2 separate regions of the Sus scrofa genome follow, and region 2 is linked to region 1. The links are chromatin contacts, called in public Hi-C maps. All regions are on one chromosome and are shown on one strand. Each heading gives the region's core, a stretch centred on a gene start, on an enhancer-like site or on the middle of the called end of the contact. The rest is flanking DNA. Distances are from core to core; before and after follow the strand shown.

Evidence for each region. A called contact is a pair of places that touch in the nucleus more often than the background predicts.
Region 2: a Hi-C map of omental adipose tissue shows a contact between it and region 1, with 3 times the contacts expected there. The contact joins the enhancer-like site here to the promoter of CCND1 in region 1. A contact is called at or near these places in 2 of 5 promoter capture datasets (fetal skeletal muscle and liver), 29 of 47 Hi-C or Micro-C datasets (alveolar macrophages, blood, brain and 14 more) and 2 of 2 datasets of contacts at active chromatin or transcription factors (alveolar macrophages and skeletal muscle).

What each region holds. Positions count from the first base shown.
Region 1 is chr2:3,629,930-3,637,264 of Sscrofa11.1, forward strand. It overlaps CCND1 (G1/S-specific cyclin-D1), which reads right to left and starts at 3,451. Exons shown (of 5, transcript XM_021082686.1): 1 at 3,007-3,451; 2 at 1,219-1,434; 3 at 516-675. The coding sequence starts at 3,204.
Region 2 is chr2:4,053,182-4,060,516 of Sscrofa11.1, forward strand. No RefSeq gene overlaps it. Among named protein-coding and RNA genes, the nearest start is that of TPCN2, 48 kb to the right of the region's middle. Within about 2 kb of position 3,755, at least 10 of the 83 cell types and tissues checked have an H3K27ac peak or open chromatin away from gene starts, as enhancers often do. A contact at or near this core is called in omental adipose tissue and retroperitoneal adipose tissue, where this site is marked.

The sequences.
Region 1 (7,335 bases), core at 2,201-4,700:
GCGCCTCTGCTGGCCGCCCCCGCACGAGGGCCGCTGCTGGCCGCCCAGAGCACGTGGTGCAGGCACTCCCGCCGGCGGCCCTGGCAGGTGGCCCAGCCCGGCAGAGGCCAGGAGCACCCCCCCCACCCCGCCCCGCAGCTCAGGCTTCTTGAGGACACGGGAAGGCTGGGGGGGGGGAGGACCCGCAAGAGGCAGGCCCGGGAGGCCAAGGTAATGCCCTTTCAGCGTGGAGCGACCCCTGCCTTGGCGGGGAGCAGAAGCCGCCGCCCCCTCCCCCGGGCACTGCCCCGTGGCCGTGGCCAGCCTGAGCTGCCCGCCCAGGAGGCGATGCCCCCCCCCTCCCTGGAGCCACCACCAACAGCCCGGCCCTCTGCTCCCCAAGACAGGGAAAAAGAGGAGGGTTGCTGAGACTGGGAGGGGCCTGGGGACCATCTCCTAGGACGCGGGAGACAGCAGCAGAGTGCGGGACACCGGACAGTGCGCGCGCGCACTCAGAGGCGGGGCGGGCACCCTACCTGTGGCACAGAGGGCGACGAAGGTCTGCGCGTGTTTGCGGATGATCTGTTTGTTCTCCTCGGCCACCGGCATTTTGGAGAGGAAGTGCTCGATGAAGTCGTGCGGGGTCATGGCCGCCAGGTTCCACTTGAGTTTGTTCACCAGGAGCAGCTCCATTTGCTGGGGAAATGGGGGGACCGGGCATAAAGAGAGGCGCAGGCATGGATCCCAGTGGGACAGGGGGCGGGGAGAAAGGACTGGGGGGCGTTGGAGGGTCCGGGACCTGGAGGGACAAAGCGCGACCCCACATCTATACAGGAAGGGTGTCGCCGGCAAAGGCTCCTGCGTTTAATTAAGCCGACCCTTCCTCGAGTGGGGACCAGAAGACCGCCCACACCTGGAACGCGAGCCCGGGACGTTGGCGCAGGCTCCGCGAGGCTGCCGCTAGAGGGCGCGCGTCGCCCACTTTTCGCGGCCTTAGGGAAGCAGACGCGGGGGGAGTCGGACAGAAAGGGTGAGGCGGGGCAGCCAGGATGCGGGGCGGCGAGGGTCTCACCCGCTCCCGCCCGCTCCGCGAGAGGGGCCCCACCAGCGTGGCCGTCCTCTCCGGGGGCCGAGAGTGTGTCAGCGGCCCGCCGGGACTGCCTGCTCCCCGCACCTCCCCCACCCCCGGGGTCCCGCGGCTAACGGAGGGTCCCGGGGCGGTGGGGGTCCCAGGGTTACCAGCAGCTCGTCCGGCCGGATGGAGTTGTCGGTGTAGATGCACAACTTCTCGGCCGTCAGGGGGATGGTCTCCTTCATCTTCGAGGCCACGAACATGCAGGTGGCTCCCAGCAGCTGCAGGCGGCTCTTTTTCACGGGCTCCAGGGACAGGAAGCGGTCCAGGTAGTTCATGGCCAGCGGGAAGACCTCCTCCTCGCACTTCTGCTCCTCGCAGACCTGCAGGGGCACCGGGGGCCGTGACCGCCGCCGCCGCCGGGAGCGCCCGGCCCCCTCTGCGGAGACTTGGCGTCCCCCGCCCCGCTCCCGCCAGGGTTGGCTTCGGGTACCCGAGCGTGCGGAGGGTCGGGGCAGGGGGCGGCAGGAGCTTCTGCCGACGCGCCCCCTCCCCCGAGAGTCCCTAATGCCCACCCACCACGAAACTGAAAGGGAAAGTCCCCGGGAGGCTGGCACAGTGGAGCGGGAGCGGGCACTGCTGGGCGGCGTGTGCCGCTCGCGGGCTGCGGGTCCCCGAGACCCCGGCCCGCGTGGGTGCCTCGGGACCCTCCAAGCTTGGGGTGGGCACCAAATGGGGTGCAGGGCCGTGGGGCGGGCCGTGGGGCTGGGCGCCGCGCTCGCAGCGCCTGCGAGACACAAAGGTGGCGTCCCAGGCCGCCGAGCCGCATTTCCCCAGACGTCATCTTTTCAAAAAATATTTAAAAATATAAAAAAAATAACTGGGTACATAAAAAACCCCTGAAAATGACCCTCGGGCGGTCCTTTACCCGGGCCGGGGGTCGAGAGCTCGCTGCAGGCTCAGGGGAGAGCCCCAGGAATTCGAACTCGGAGCCCCCCTCCCCCTGGGCGCGGGCGCCGTTTCCCTCTCGCAAGGGCACCACGCCGCACTTTCAGAAATTATTTTAAAATACTTGCGGTGCCCGTAGGAGCCCACTGAAGGCCTGAAAACGTGCCCCGGGCCCCCGGCTCCCTCCACACAGGTCCCCCAAGTTGAGACCCCTGCAGATGAGAGTCAGCCCCCAGCGTCTTGGGGGCCACACGACCTTGCAGCCCGGCGTGCTCTCCGGCCCAAGCTGGCCTTGCGGGGCGCCCCGGGACTCGCTGCTTTAACAAAGGGGCCCTCTTTCCCGAGTGGGGTCCCCGCACAACTGCCCGAGTTCTGTCCCCGCGCCCCTCCCGCCGGTTCCCGGTGGCCGCGCGGCCCCTCGCGGCGGCCCCAAGCGCCTCGCCGGTCGCTCCCCGCCCCCACCCTGCCCCCAATTATTAATAAACACTTTTGCTTTGCAATAAAAGAACAAAGATGGCGCATAATACTGGCACGAGTGGCCCTTGCATACGTGTCCATGGATATTAATTTAAAAATCAAATCTATGCCCCCTCCCCCTGGAGCTGGAGATTCAGCGGCCGCGCGGCGGGGAGAGGAGGCGCAGCGGGGCTCGGGCGCAGGCGGGGGCTGCGCGGTGGCGGTCCAGGCGGGGGCTACAAAGGGCGCCCAGCCTGCGGGCCCACACCCTGAAGCCAACTGGGGTGCCCTTGACAGTGGCTTTGCCCGAAGGTACACGTCTTCGACCCCCCCCCCCACGAAGGGAATTTCTAATGACCCCACCCCCACTTCTTCCTCGTTCAAAAAATACCCACAATATCTATATATTTTGGAATTACGATTCCTAGCAACACTCCAGCAAACTTCAAAGTTGGGGTGAGAGAGAAGGGAGGGAGATGAGTGGCAAAGAAATGTGGGTTTGCGCAACAAGTCGCAGAAAAGTGCTAAGAGAGCCGCCCGAAGCCCCGCACCTCCAGCATCCAGGTGGCCACGATCTTCCGCATGGAAGGCAGGATTTCCTTCTGCACGCACTTGAAGTAGGACACGGAGGGCGAGCAGGTCTCCTCCGCCTTGAGCATGGCCCGCAGCACCCGATCGTTGAGGAGGTTGGCATCGGGGTACGCCCGGCGGATGGTCTCCATCTCGCAGCACAGGAGCTGGTGTGCCATGGCTGGGGCTCTGCTAGGCGGCTTGGGGCGGCGGTGGGTCCCGGGCTGGGTCCGCGTTCGGCTTTAGCTCCTGCTGCCCCCGTGCTCCCTCGAGCTCTTCTGCCCCTCGCCGGAGCGCGCGGACGCTGCTGCTCGCTGCTACTGCGCCGACAGCCCTCTGGAGGCTCTAGGACTTTGCAACTTCCAACAGAACTCCCCTGTAGTCCGTGTGACGTTACTGTTGTTAAGCAGAGATCAAAGCCGGGCAGAGAATGGGAGCGGGAGGGAGGGGGGGCGGGCTCAGGGGGAGGGGGCGCGGGCGCCGAGCGCCGGGGAGCGGCGAGGGGCAGAGCCCAAAAGCCATCCCGGAGGCGCCGCGCCTGCCCTAAGCGGAGTTGCCCCCGAAACTTGGTTTTCATAGAAACGCAAATCGCCCCGCGGGGAAGAGGGGTGCAGGGGGGTCCTGTCCACCCCGAGTGGGCCCCTTAGGATTTGGGGGGTTGTGTATAGGTGGCTCTGCAGAGGGGGACGACTAGGAGGGCGGGCAGGCCACACGCAGCCGGGCAAGACCGCATGGAAGGGGGACTCTGGGGTTCGGTGACACCCTCTACCCGAGCCAGGAGAATGGGTGCATTTCCGAAAACGCCACGAGGGCACCCACGGGCGGAGAGGCAGCCTAGGAATCTTAGCTTCTGTGTCTTCTTTCATTTTCATCAACACGTGTAAATTTCAGGAACCATTTAACATTCAGGGACGCAGAGCCGGCAACCCTTGTGGAGGCTTCATTCCGGCACACAGGGGGGTCGTTGCAATGCCCGAGGGAGGAACCCTAATGGTTAAGCATATTTCAGCCTAGCATGCGCTCGCTCAAAAATAAAATAAAATAAATGCCCGAAAATTCCAGCAGCAGCCCAAGATGGTGGCCAGCGTTTCCTTCATCCTGTCCTCCGCGCCTGGGGGATCTGCAGGCTGTCTTCCCACCTTGGCCAGTCCTTTCTTGCGGGGGTTCCCCAATCCCCCCATCCTTGCCCTGTCCTGGCAATTTAACAGCTAGAAAAACACCCTGAAAGGAAGGCTGCAAAATACTGGTCTCTGTCCTGCCTCATTTTTAAAAATTAAAAATGAAGTTAAATCCCTGGAACTACTAGTCCCCTCTCCGCCTGGGACGAGACCACCGGAAGCTTCCTAATTGGTTTTGTTGGGGGTGTGGACCTCTCTTCACCTTTAGAATTTGCCCTGGGGCTGCATTCGTGAGCCTGACGGGGATGGCAGGGGCTGGCAAAGAGCAGAACAATTACAGGTTACAGAAATGGCTGTATTGATCTGATGATTTTAAACAAAACCTATGTATCTTCGTGGTTATACAAGAGTCCCCAATATTATTCCAAACTTTTAAGACATATCAAAGAATATATGACGTTTTTTAAAGTTAAAGATTCAGGCTCTTCTTCGGTGCTTATTTTTAAATTGAAAGAACATTTTACGCATACTTCACTTTTTATTTTTTTTAGTTTTTACACTACCTGACCCCCATTAAGAAAAATGTTCATTTACTCCCCTCAGTATAGTTTGGTGTCATCAAACCACCATACACCCTAAGGTTAAAGGCTCAAAGAAAACTTATTAAAAAGCCCCCTCCCCTTCGCAAGGGCGCACGCAATACCAACCCCCCTTCAAGGGAGGGTTCTTCCCGCGCCCCCTCCCCGCCGAGAATTAGGGTTTACTAATATTCCAGGTCCAGGCAGCTAATTACCCCCGGCTCACACCTCGGGATCGCTGGGTGGCGGGACCAGGGAGCACCCACCGCCCTGTCCCCGCCCCCGCCGCCCCCTGGCCCCCAGGCTCAAGTTGGCCCCCGGGGCGCTAGAGCCTTGAAGCCTCAGCCCGCGCACGAGGGCGGCCGGGCTGCTTTTTCATTCATAAAATCCCGACCGGGCGGCTGCCGGGATGATTTATGGGGCTGCGAGCTACCACCCGGCTGCTTCTGTCCCGGGGGGCGAGGGGCCCGAGCCCCGCGTGCGCCTGGACCTGGCCCGAGGCGGACTGGCAACGATGAGGGGCAGCGGGTCACAAAGAGGATCGCCCACTCAGGCAAAACGGGCTCCGGGTCCAGGAGGGAGCTTCCCCCTAACTCGGGAGAAAGACAGAGGAAACTGGAATTAGCATGAGCCAATGGGGGCGCGGCGCTGTTACTAGGCGGACCGGGCAGATCTCGACAAGGAACTTAGTTGAGTTCCCCGCTCAGGGACAGGCGCAAAAGTGCAAGCCCGGTGGACGAGCGTGAAGAGCCGTCCAGGAACTCGCGGGAGAAGCGCTGGAATTTGGGGCCCCGCGGGGAGCGCTAGCGGCCCAGCCCCCACCCTGGGGAGCCCAGATCTGGTTCCCCGGAGACCCCGGGAGGCGGCGAGGGGAGGGCAACAGTCTCGGCCCTTGAGAGCGGCTGCTTCTAGGAGAACGAGGGAGGCGTTTTGATTTAAGTTTCTTTTTTTTCAAAGAGAAAAGCAACTTTAGAAAACTTTGCTGTTTAACGTATAATTTTGCACTGCCTTTAAAAAACCCACCACGAAGCAGGAACTGCGAGTTTGGGGCTCATTTAAAGTGCTCCGCGCTATTTCTTGGAGACCCTTTGGAACAAAGGGCCAGTGGCCCAATCAGAAAGGAAACCACGTTGGTTGGGACGAAAATCCAAAATAAAGCATTTTCCCGCTTTCCTCGCCCTCTGGCCCCCCCACCGAGGCGACTGCGGCCGGGGAGGAACGCCGGCCCCAAGAGGGCGAATTCCGCTGCAGGCGCGTTTGCCACCGTCCCTGGCTGTGGGAACCTTCATTCAAGGCGGGGGAAGGGAGCGCGTTCATTCAGGAACCCGCGCGCAGCGGCGCCGACCCCGGGACGCACCGCGGCTGCGCGCCGCCGGGCCGGGGGCTCTAGGGAGGGAGGGAGTGTAGGGCCGAGCGAAGACCTTCCACAGGCGTCGACCCCCGGCGCCCGCCCTCTCCCGAGAGGATTGGGCGGCGAGCGGGCGCCTGCAGGTGGGGTCACCTGCAGCCGCATACCTGGCGGCGACTTGAAAGGGCTTGGCTCCAGCTCTGCGAGTTTTCCATTGTTAAGCCCTTAAGTCCTTCTGGAAAACGCTTCCGAAAGCGGACCGCGGGGTTCCGGGGGCGCTCGGGCTCCACTTCCCCCACGCTGCTCGCTCTCGGGGCGCGTATGGCGGCCCACGTGCTGAGTTATCTCCGCCTGGGCTACGCGGTGCGGACCCCCTGCGCCCCAAAGCTGCGGAACCAGCCGGAGCAAACTGGCCCCGGCGCCCACCCGGGACACCCACGGTGGGCACAGGGGCAGCCGCACCTCCCACCGTTCCAAGCCGCGGACGTGCGTTTCGCCCGTGAGCAATTAATTTCAGCCACACACAGACCAATCCCCTCTCCGGCGCCCCAGTCTTCGATCTGGCAGGTTGCGGGGACCGGAACCCTCCCCCCCACCCCCAGCTCTCAAGGTCGCGGGCGAGGTGTGCAGGGGAGTTAAAAGCAAAAAACCCCAACGGGTGGGGAGGGGCTGGTTCCGATAACGCCTCTAGGATCTCCTGGGGGAAGGTGCACTCTTAGGGATGAAAGAAGATTCTAACTCCTAGATCCCTGCCCCTCAAAACGCACCGCCTGCTGTCCTGAGCAATTCTAAACCCCAGCGTCCACTAGGAATTCCCTAGCCTTTTGGCTCTAGCTCCCGGCCGGTCTCTGACCAAGTGCCGTGGAGTGGGCAAGGCGAAGGAATCGGGCGGAAGGTGGGGATAATGACCTAGGAGGCCATACCCCTCCCGCGTCTCTAGTTGCCAAGCCTACTGATGGCCCAGCAGACCCTCTCCCTCGGTCTAGGGAGAGGGGCTCCGCCGCGAAGACCCGCAGGGCCTCGGCAACTTGCCGCGGAGACGCGCGGGAGCAGGAAGGACCCTCCGCGAAGAGGACCAGAGCTCAACCCTCGCTGGCTCCGGCGGCACCCTTTCAGTCGCCTGCAGGACTTGTCACTCGCTCCCCCACCCCCAATCTAGCCCTTTCCCCGAGACTGTATGCGGGGGGCGCGCGCGCGCGGGGGGGGGGGGCGTCCTCTTGCTTTCCAGCCTCCTTTGTGCCTCTGAAATGCCCCCAAATGTTCCCA
Region 2 (7,335 bases), core at 2,505-5,004, 420 kb after region 1:
ACTCGCCCAAATTTAGGCCCACGTGTTCCTTCAGCTGACTTGGCCCAACTGCTTCGGCATCTAAAGCCTCCTGCCCACCTTGACCTTGAGGTCCCCTTTCAAAGGAACCTTCCGAGAAAGCCGAGATGGTGAGACAGACCCTGGGGCACGGCGCCCCCAGAGGGACTGACGGCCCCCCCAGTGCGTCGGCGGCATCAGGAGATGCAGGAGGTGGTCTGAGGCTGGGCTGGTCGCCCTGCTCCCCTCTCCACGACACGCTGGTTTTCTCTCGCCTCTTCCCACCTCCCCAAGACCTTCCCTGTGCAGAGGCTTTGCACACTCTGTTCCCCCTGCTCCGCTCCCCTGACCAGGTCCCTCCAATTCACCCCACACCCAGATCGTCCTCAGAGAAGCCCCCCCCCCACCAGAGGAGGCGCGGCCACTGTCAGATGCGCGGTGGGAGCTGTATCTTCCTTCCTTCCAGGTGGGCTTCGCAATTCTAGTGACAGGATTATTTGTGGAATAATTCGTTCAATGTCTGTGGCTACCATCCAATGGTGAGACCGGGGCCGGGTCTGTCCTGCATCCCCAGTGTCTACAAGACCGTTTGCAATAGATTGCAGGGGGGAGGGGGAGGAAAAGAGAGGAGGAATGTTTGTGTGGATGGAAGGATGGATGAGGGGATGAATGGATGGGTGGGTGGGTTAATGGATGGATGGATGGATGGATGGATGGATGGATGGATGGATGGATGGATGAGGGGATGGATGAGTGGGTCGATGGATGGATGGATAGGTGAGTGGGTGGATGGATGGATGGATGGATGAGCAGATGGATGGGTGGATGGATGGATGAGGGGATGGATGGGTTAATGGATGGATGGATGGATGGATGGATGGATAGGTGAGTGGGTTAATGGATGGATGTATGAGTGGGTCGATGGATGGATGGATAGGTGAGTGGGTGGATGGATGGATGGATGAGGGGATGGATGGGTTAATGGATGGATGGATGGATGGATGGATGGATAGGTGAGTGGGTTAATGGATGGATGTATGAGTGGGTCGATGGATGGATGGATAGGTGAGTGGGTGGATGGATGGATGGGTGGGTGGGTGGGTGGGTTAATGGATGGATGGATGGATGGATGGATGGATGGATAGGTGGATGGATGGATGGATGGATGGATGGATGGATGGATGGATGGATGGATGGATAGGTGAGTGGGTGGATGGATGGACGGGTGGGTGGGTAGGTGGGTTGATAGATGGATGGGTGGATGGTCCTCTCTGAGCCCCTGTTTCATCCTCTGTAGGAAGGGCACCTCATGGGAAAGTGGTAAGGATTAAGTTTGGTAATGTGCGTGCTGTGCCTGGTACACAGGAAATGCCAGCCAGCAGTCAACACACGTGTCGATGGACTGATGGATCTGAGGCTCTGAAGGGAGCGATGCTCTTCAGAGAGACCAGGCCTGAGATTCCTTTAAACACGTCCAAGCCCTGTAAAGAGATGCCCTGTAAACAGAGGTCCTGTCACTACCTCTCAGCTCTTGGCTGGTGCTCAGCCTGATCCTGCCTCTGCGCGAACAAGGAGATGCACCCCCCTCCCAGCTTTGGTTTCAGTCGTTCGTGGTACCTGGTGAAAGGGGGTGCTCTGACTTCCTGGAAATATTCTGGAGTGGCCCTGTGGATGCTCACCCCCAGACTGCCCAGCTCAGGGCGGGCATTAAAAATGTGCATGAGCCCCCATCCCTCCTCTGCCCAAGCAGGGGCTCCCCGTCTCACTCGCCCACAAATGCCATCTGCCAGCCATCCTCCCTCCCTCCCTCCCTGAGCACCTCTGCCCCAGCCTCCTGGGTGAGCCTGGAGGCACCAAGAAAGCCCCTCTTGGGGCCTTTGCACCTGCTACTCACTCTACGCAGAAGGTTCTACCCCAGACCTCTAGCCAGCTCCCTCCAGCCCTGCTCTCAGGCCCCTGCTGAGACGTCCCCTCATCCTAGGGCCTGGATTCCCACCATCTGACACAGAAGACACTTCCTCTGCTTCTCTCCATGCCACCCCCACCCCTCCAGAGCATGGCTGGGGGCCAGCACTCCTGTCTGTCCTGTGCTCTGCGAAGTCCGCCGCCCTGGCACCCCATGGGCGCTCAGGGAATGGTGGCTAAGTGAATGGACGGGTGGGGGGATGGATCACTCATTTAGTAAGAATCAAGCTATTCATGATATCAATATGCGACCCCCCAGGGGTCCACTGGCGATCAGGAAGTGCCTGGTCTCGGGGTGGGACTGGGGCGGGGGCTCGGCTGGGCAGCAGGGAGCTCCTCTCTCAGGAGGTGGGCCAGGCTGCGACCTGAAAGGTTCCAGAGAGGGAGGGAGGGTGTCCCAGGGCAGCCCTAACAAAGGACAGCACCCCAAGGCCTGAAACAGCAAAACCTGACTCATTCGGTCTGGCCGCCAGAGTCTGAGCTCAAAGTGTGGGCAGGGCCACGCTCCCTGCCGAGGCTCCAGGGGAGGGTCTTCCCCGGAGACTCTGGGGCTGTCAGCAATCCACAGCCTCCTGGGCGGTGGCCGAGTCCCTCCCACCTCTGCCTCCTCCTCCGTCCTGTAAGGACGCTCTCCTGGGTTTAGGGCTCATGTGGATAATCCAGGACCAGCACGTGGCAACCCCTTGATCACAAAGACCTTTTCCCAAGTCAGGTCACATTCACAGGCTCCGGGAGAGGGGCTTGGACACCTCTTTCTGGGGTCACTACAAGGGTCCTGGACAAAAGCCCTGAGAGGGCAGGTGAGCCTGACCAGGTGTGAGCCTCCCACAGCTCTGAGGAGTGGGGGCTGCAGGAACCTGATCCAGCGGGAGGCTCAGGTGCCCAGAGCAGCATCCGAGAGGGCAGGGCGTGAGGGTGGCACCTGCTGTGTTCACCACGGCTTCCCGGGGGCTGGCACTTCCCCGGGCTGGCACGGCGCTGTGGTGCTCAGCAAACCCCGGCTCAGCAAACACTGGCAGCCTGAACAGTGTTCAGGAGGGTCTTCCTTGAAGCTCCTGAGGACCCCCCCCCCGCCAAATGAGCACTCGGTGTGTGTGTGGGGGGGTCCCCCCCAAGGGGCGTGGCCTGGGCTGCTCCCTGCCTATAGGATTCTAGGCTCCTCCAACACAGAGGGTCCGAGGCAGAGGTCCCGGAAGATCCTTCCTGCTTTAAACTGATCTCAGGATCAGTCCCGAGACCCTGCAGGGCTTGCCTGTCTGGAAACCCACTCCCTCGGGCACCACCCATCCCCATCTGCTCGACGATGCCCAAGCCCTGGGCATCAGCCTCACCTCCTGCCCCAAGCACACACGGCCCTTCTTCCCCTCCGCCCGGACCCATAGTTTGCACCACCCACGCTCTGGGCCCCCTTCTGCTGCCCAGAGGCTGTGGTCCTCAAAAACCCCACTGCCACCGGCTATTGTCCCTGCCTGCCTTTCCACGGCCCGGTCCCCCTAGCCAGATGCCGTGGTCCCCTTCCTGGCCACTCGTGGGCAAGGGCTGCCTGAGAGCTGTGGCCTCCGAGTGGCCCTGGATGAGACAATGGGAAGACAGAGGCCTGTGTACACAGGCGGCGGGGAGGGGGGGTGCTCAGACAGGCTCAGAGAATCCCCCAGAGGCACCTTCCCACAGTGGCCTCCCTAGTGGCCAGGCCAGCGGGCCTCGGGCGAACTGGACCATTCAGTGTTGCTTCGTGGATCTGGATGGACTGGAAACACACAAGGACCGCACCGGGAGGACGGAGCCGGGCCACCTGGAAAGGCTTCAAAGGGCTGGGAGCCGAGCCGGGCGGCCGGTTCGCACCGCCACGCTGAGCCCAGCGCGGTCCCCCGCGCCACCCACCAGCCGGCGGCCCCGGGGACCCTGCGCACAGAGCCGGGCCTGCGAGCGCCAGCCCCTCGGCGGCGGGGTGTGACCGCCAGCCAAGCGCAGGCCTCTTTCTACGTCAGATATTAATCAAACGCATCCTGCTAATGATGAGTGGAGGTGACTTGGCAGCGCGGGCCTGGCGGGCCTCCAGGCCCACCTCCCGCCGCAGGAAGGACGAGGACGCAAAGGCACCCCATTGTCCCCCGGCTGTGGGAAAGCGCTCCTACGCAAACACTTCCTTCGAGCCAACTTACAAGGAAGTGTTCGCAACGGCCTTCTGAACGACTGTCAGCCTGGCTCAACGGGACGAGAGAAAACGAAGGCCCCGCGGAGCCTCGCTGCCCTGGGGCAGGGGGGAGGGGAGGGCGCAGCTTTGCTTTTGGTTTTCCCACGCGTGCACGCGGTCCCAGGTCACTGGTGCGGAGGCAGGTGCCCCTCCCACTCCAAGGGCACTGAGAGCTCCCAGGGGCTCCGGCTGGCAGAGGTGGGCAGTGCCTGCCGGCACTAAGGGCCTCGGGGGCGCCACACAGGAATGTGGGGGCTGGCACGCATTCTGAACCTGCCATATGGCCCTGCGTCCTGGGACCCAGGCCGGTAGCCAAGGAGGAGACCTGGGGCGGGGTGCGCCGCCCCCCGTCACCGCCCCCCCAGGCCCCGGCACAGGCCATTTGTCAAAGGTGTTTTTCCCAAATGGCTCTCGAAGGAGATGCCCTCTGAGAGGCTGGCTTGGGCTGCAGCCAGGCAGGAACGTCGGGGCTCTTGGCAAAAGCGCCAGCCGTTCTGAGATCAAAAGCCCCTCTCGTGGCTGTCCCGGCTTCTCTGTGCCAGGTGAGCGAGCCACAGGGCCCCAGGGGCTGGGCGAAGCCAGGGTTGCCGACCTGGATCACGACACAGGGGTGGGGGTGGGGGAGGGACCCACGAAACCCCACGTCACACAAGATCCATGGCGGGGCCCCTTCAAACAGGGGCTCCCCCAGGACACTGCTCGGTTCGGCATCATTAGCTGTTTGACCAAGAGGCCCCGCGCAAGGGGGTGTGAAGCCAGAGGGAAGGGAGGCCCCACCAGCGGACACGGCTCTGGTATCTAGAAGGGCAGGAGGTCACATGGGCACGAGGGGTCCCCTGAAACTGGCAGTAAGTGAATTCCGCTCCCCAGGCCCCGTCTCTGAGTTCGAGCCTGGGTGCACATAAACGCACGCTTCTCGTCATGCATGGGGAGGGGTGCGGGGAGGACACTGGTGGCCTGGCAGTGACACTGCCCTCGTCCAGCTTCTGTGGGCATAGCTACTTTGCAGCCCAGCGTCCAAGCAGCCCCAGCCTTGGCGCAAAGACTCTGGGGTGGCACTGGTGCCAGGAAACTCTGCATTTCCCACTCCTAACACCATGTGTGCCACCAGACTAGAACTGCTTCACCTCCTGACGTGGTTGATAATTGTAATAGTTGCTCAGCTTCATCCTGCTGGCACTCACTGTTAAAACTGCCAATAAAGGCGTTCCCATTGTGGTTCCGCGGGTTGCGAACCTGACTAGCACCCGTGAAGAGGGAGGTTCGAGCCCTGGTCTCGCTCAGTGGGTGAAGGATCCGGCGCTGCCTGAGCTGTGGTGTATGGCTCAGATCCTGCGTTGCTGTGGCTGTGATGTAGGCCGGGGGCTATGGCTCCGATCCAACCCCTAGCTTGGGAACCTCCATATGCTGCAGGCGCAGCCCCCTGAAGAAAGAAAAAAAGAACCAATAAAAACTGTGTCAGATGGCAGTGTTCAAGCAGGACCATCTCCAGCGGCCAACCCAAGCCACACCTGTAAGGCCAGTCCGTGCTAGGCACCAACCTGGGTTGGGGGGCAGGTGCTTCCTGCTGGCCTCCTGTCAGTCGTCACTGCCAGCCAGCCAGGTGGGCACGAGCCTTATCTCATCTTGCAGATAAGACAACCGAGGGGCAAGGAGCTTGTGCCGCCACGGGGCGGCAGGACCAGGACCCTGGGTCAGTGTCAAGGACACTGCTTCTGGTCTCACATGAACCTCTGTCCCCTCCCCTTCCTTTAGAGAATCAGGTCATCGCGGTGGAGGGAACCCGTAGACCCCTTTTACAGACAGAGACGCGAAGGCCAAGTGGGCTCAATAACTTGCCAAGGCCAAATAGCTACCAAACTGGCAAGGCCAGCGCTGGCACCCAAATGGGGCACCAAAGTCCAGCCCCGCCACTGTCCCCTGATTCCTGCAGCCCCTCCACGCTGTGTCATCACATGTCCAACACGAGGCCACTGGAAGCTCTGCTGGGCTCATCACGACTCCCCGGCCCCTCAGAGCGGGACCATATTTGAAAATAGGGCCTTTGCCAATGTAACCAAGGTGAGGTCACACGGGGTTAGGGTGGGCCTACACCCAGGGAGCAGCATCCCTATAAGGAGAGAGGACCCAGACGAGGCCCCGTGAGGACGAGGCACAGGTGAGAGGAATGTGGTCACAAGCCACGGGTGGCGGAGGGCGGGGCCCAGAAGCTGGAAGAGGCAGGAGGGACCCTCCCTGGAGCCCCGTCCTGACCCAGGATTTCCGACCTTCAGGCTGCAAGAGGATAAAACCTCTGTTGTTGAAAGTCACCCAGGGGTGGCCCTTGGTTACGGCCTCCCAGGAGGTTAGTCGGACACCCCAGCACCTGCGTGTTGGGGGGCCGGGCCCGCGGCCCAGCCCCCAGCCTGCCACGTGGTCTTCCTGTTTCTGCTGCGCTATTGGTCAGTTAGGGATGTGGGTTAGTTTTGTTCTGGAATCAGAAAAGGAGGCACCAGGCCGTCCACTGAGAGCGCAGGTCCCAGGGCCACGAAGGGTGGCCGGCCCTCCCGCCGGAGCCAGGGGCCCTTTGCCAGCCGGCGCCCGGCCCTGATGTCCAGCCCGGAGTCCCCTCCCTACAGGTGGGGCCCGAGCTCCCGTGCCACATACCTTCGCGGCCCCGCGGTTGAGCAGTCACTGCCCTCCAGCTATGTGGCGAGACTATGTACCCAGAGGAAAGCAAGACCCGGTCCTAGGTGCCCCCAACACATTCCTCGCGCCTCAGAGAAATGCGAGGGCATCGGACTAGAGAGAGGACTCCCTGCCCTGTGAAGCCTTCCTCACCCCTGCGTCGGCGCCACGAAGGGAATTGGCCCCTTGTCCCCAAGCCCATTCGCCCCACGACGCCTTCGGACACCCGTCGGTGACAATATGCCCCTTGTTCTGAGCTAAAACCAGTTTCCCAGTCCTCCCCGGGTGACTTTTAACCCTGGACCGTCCCCAAAAAAGCAGCCAATGCTCTGATTTCTGGAAGCAGCCAGGCAGGGGTGGGATGTGGTTGTGGGGGTCTGAAATGTTCTCAGCTCCCTTGCCTCCTCTGTAAGACAGAAATGGGGGCACTGACAGAGAGAGAGCCCCCCGGAGTTCCTGTTGTAGCTCAGCGGGTTATGAACACAACTAATAACCAAGAGGATGCAGGTTCA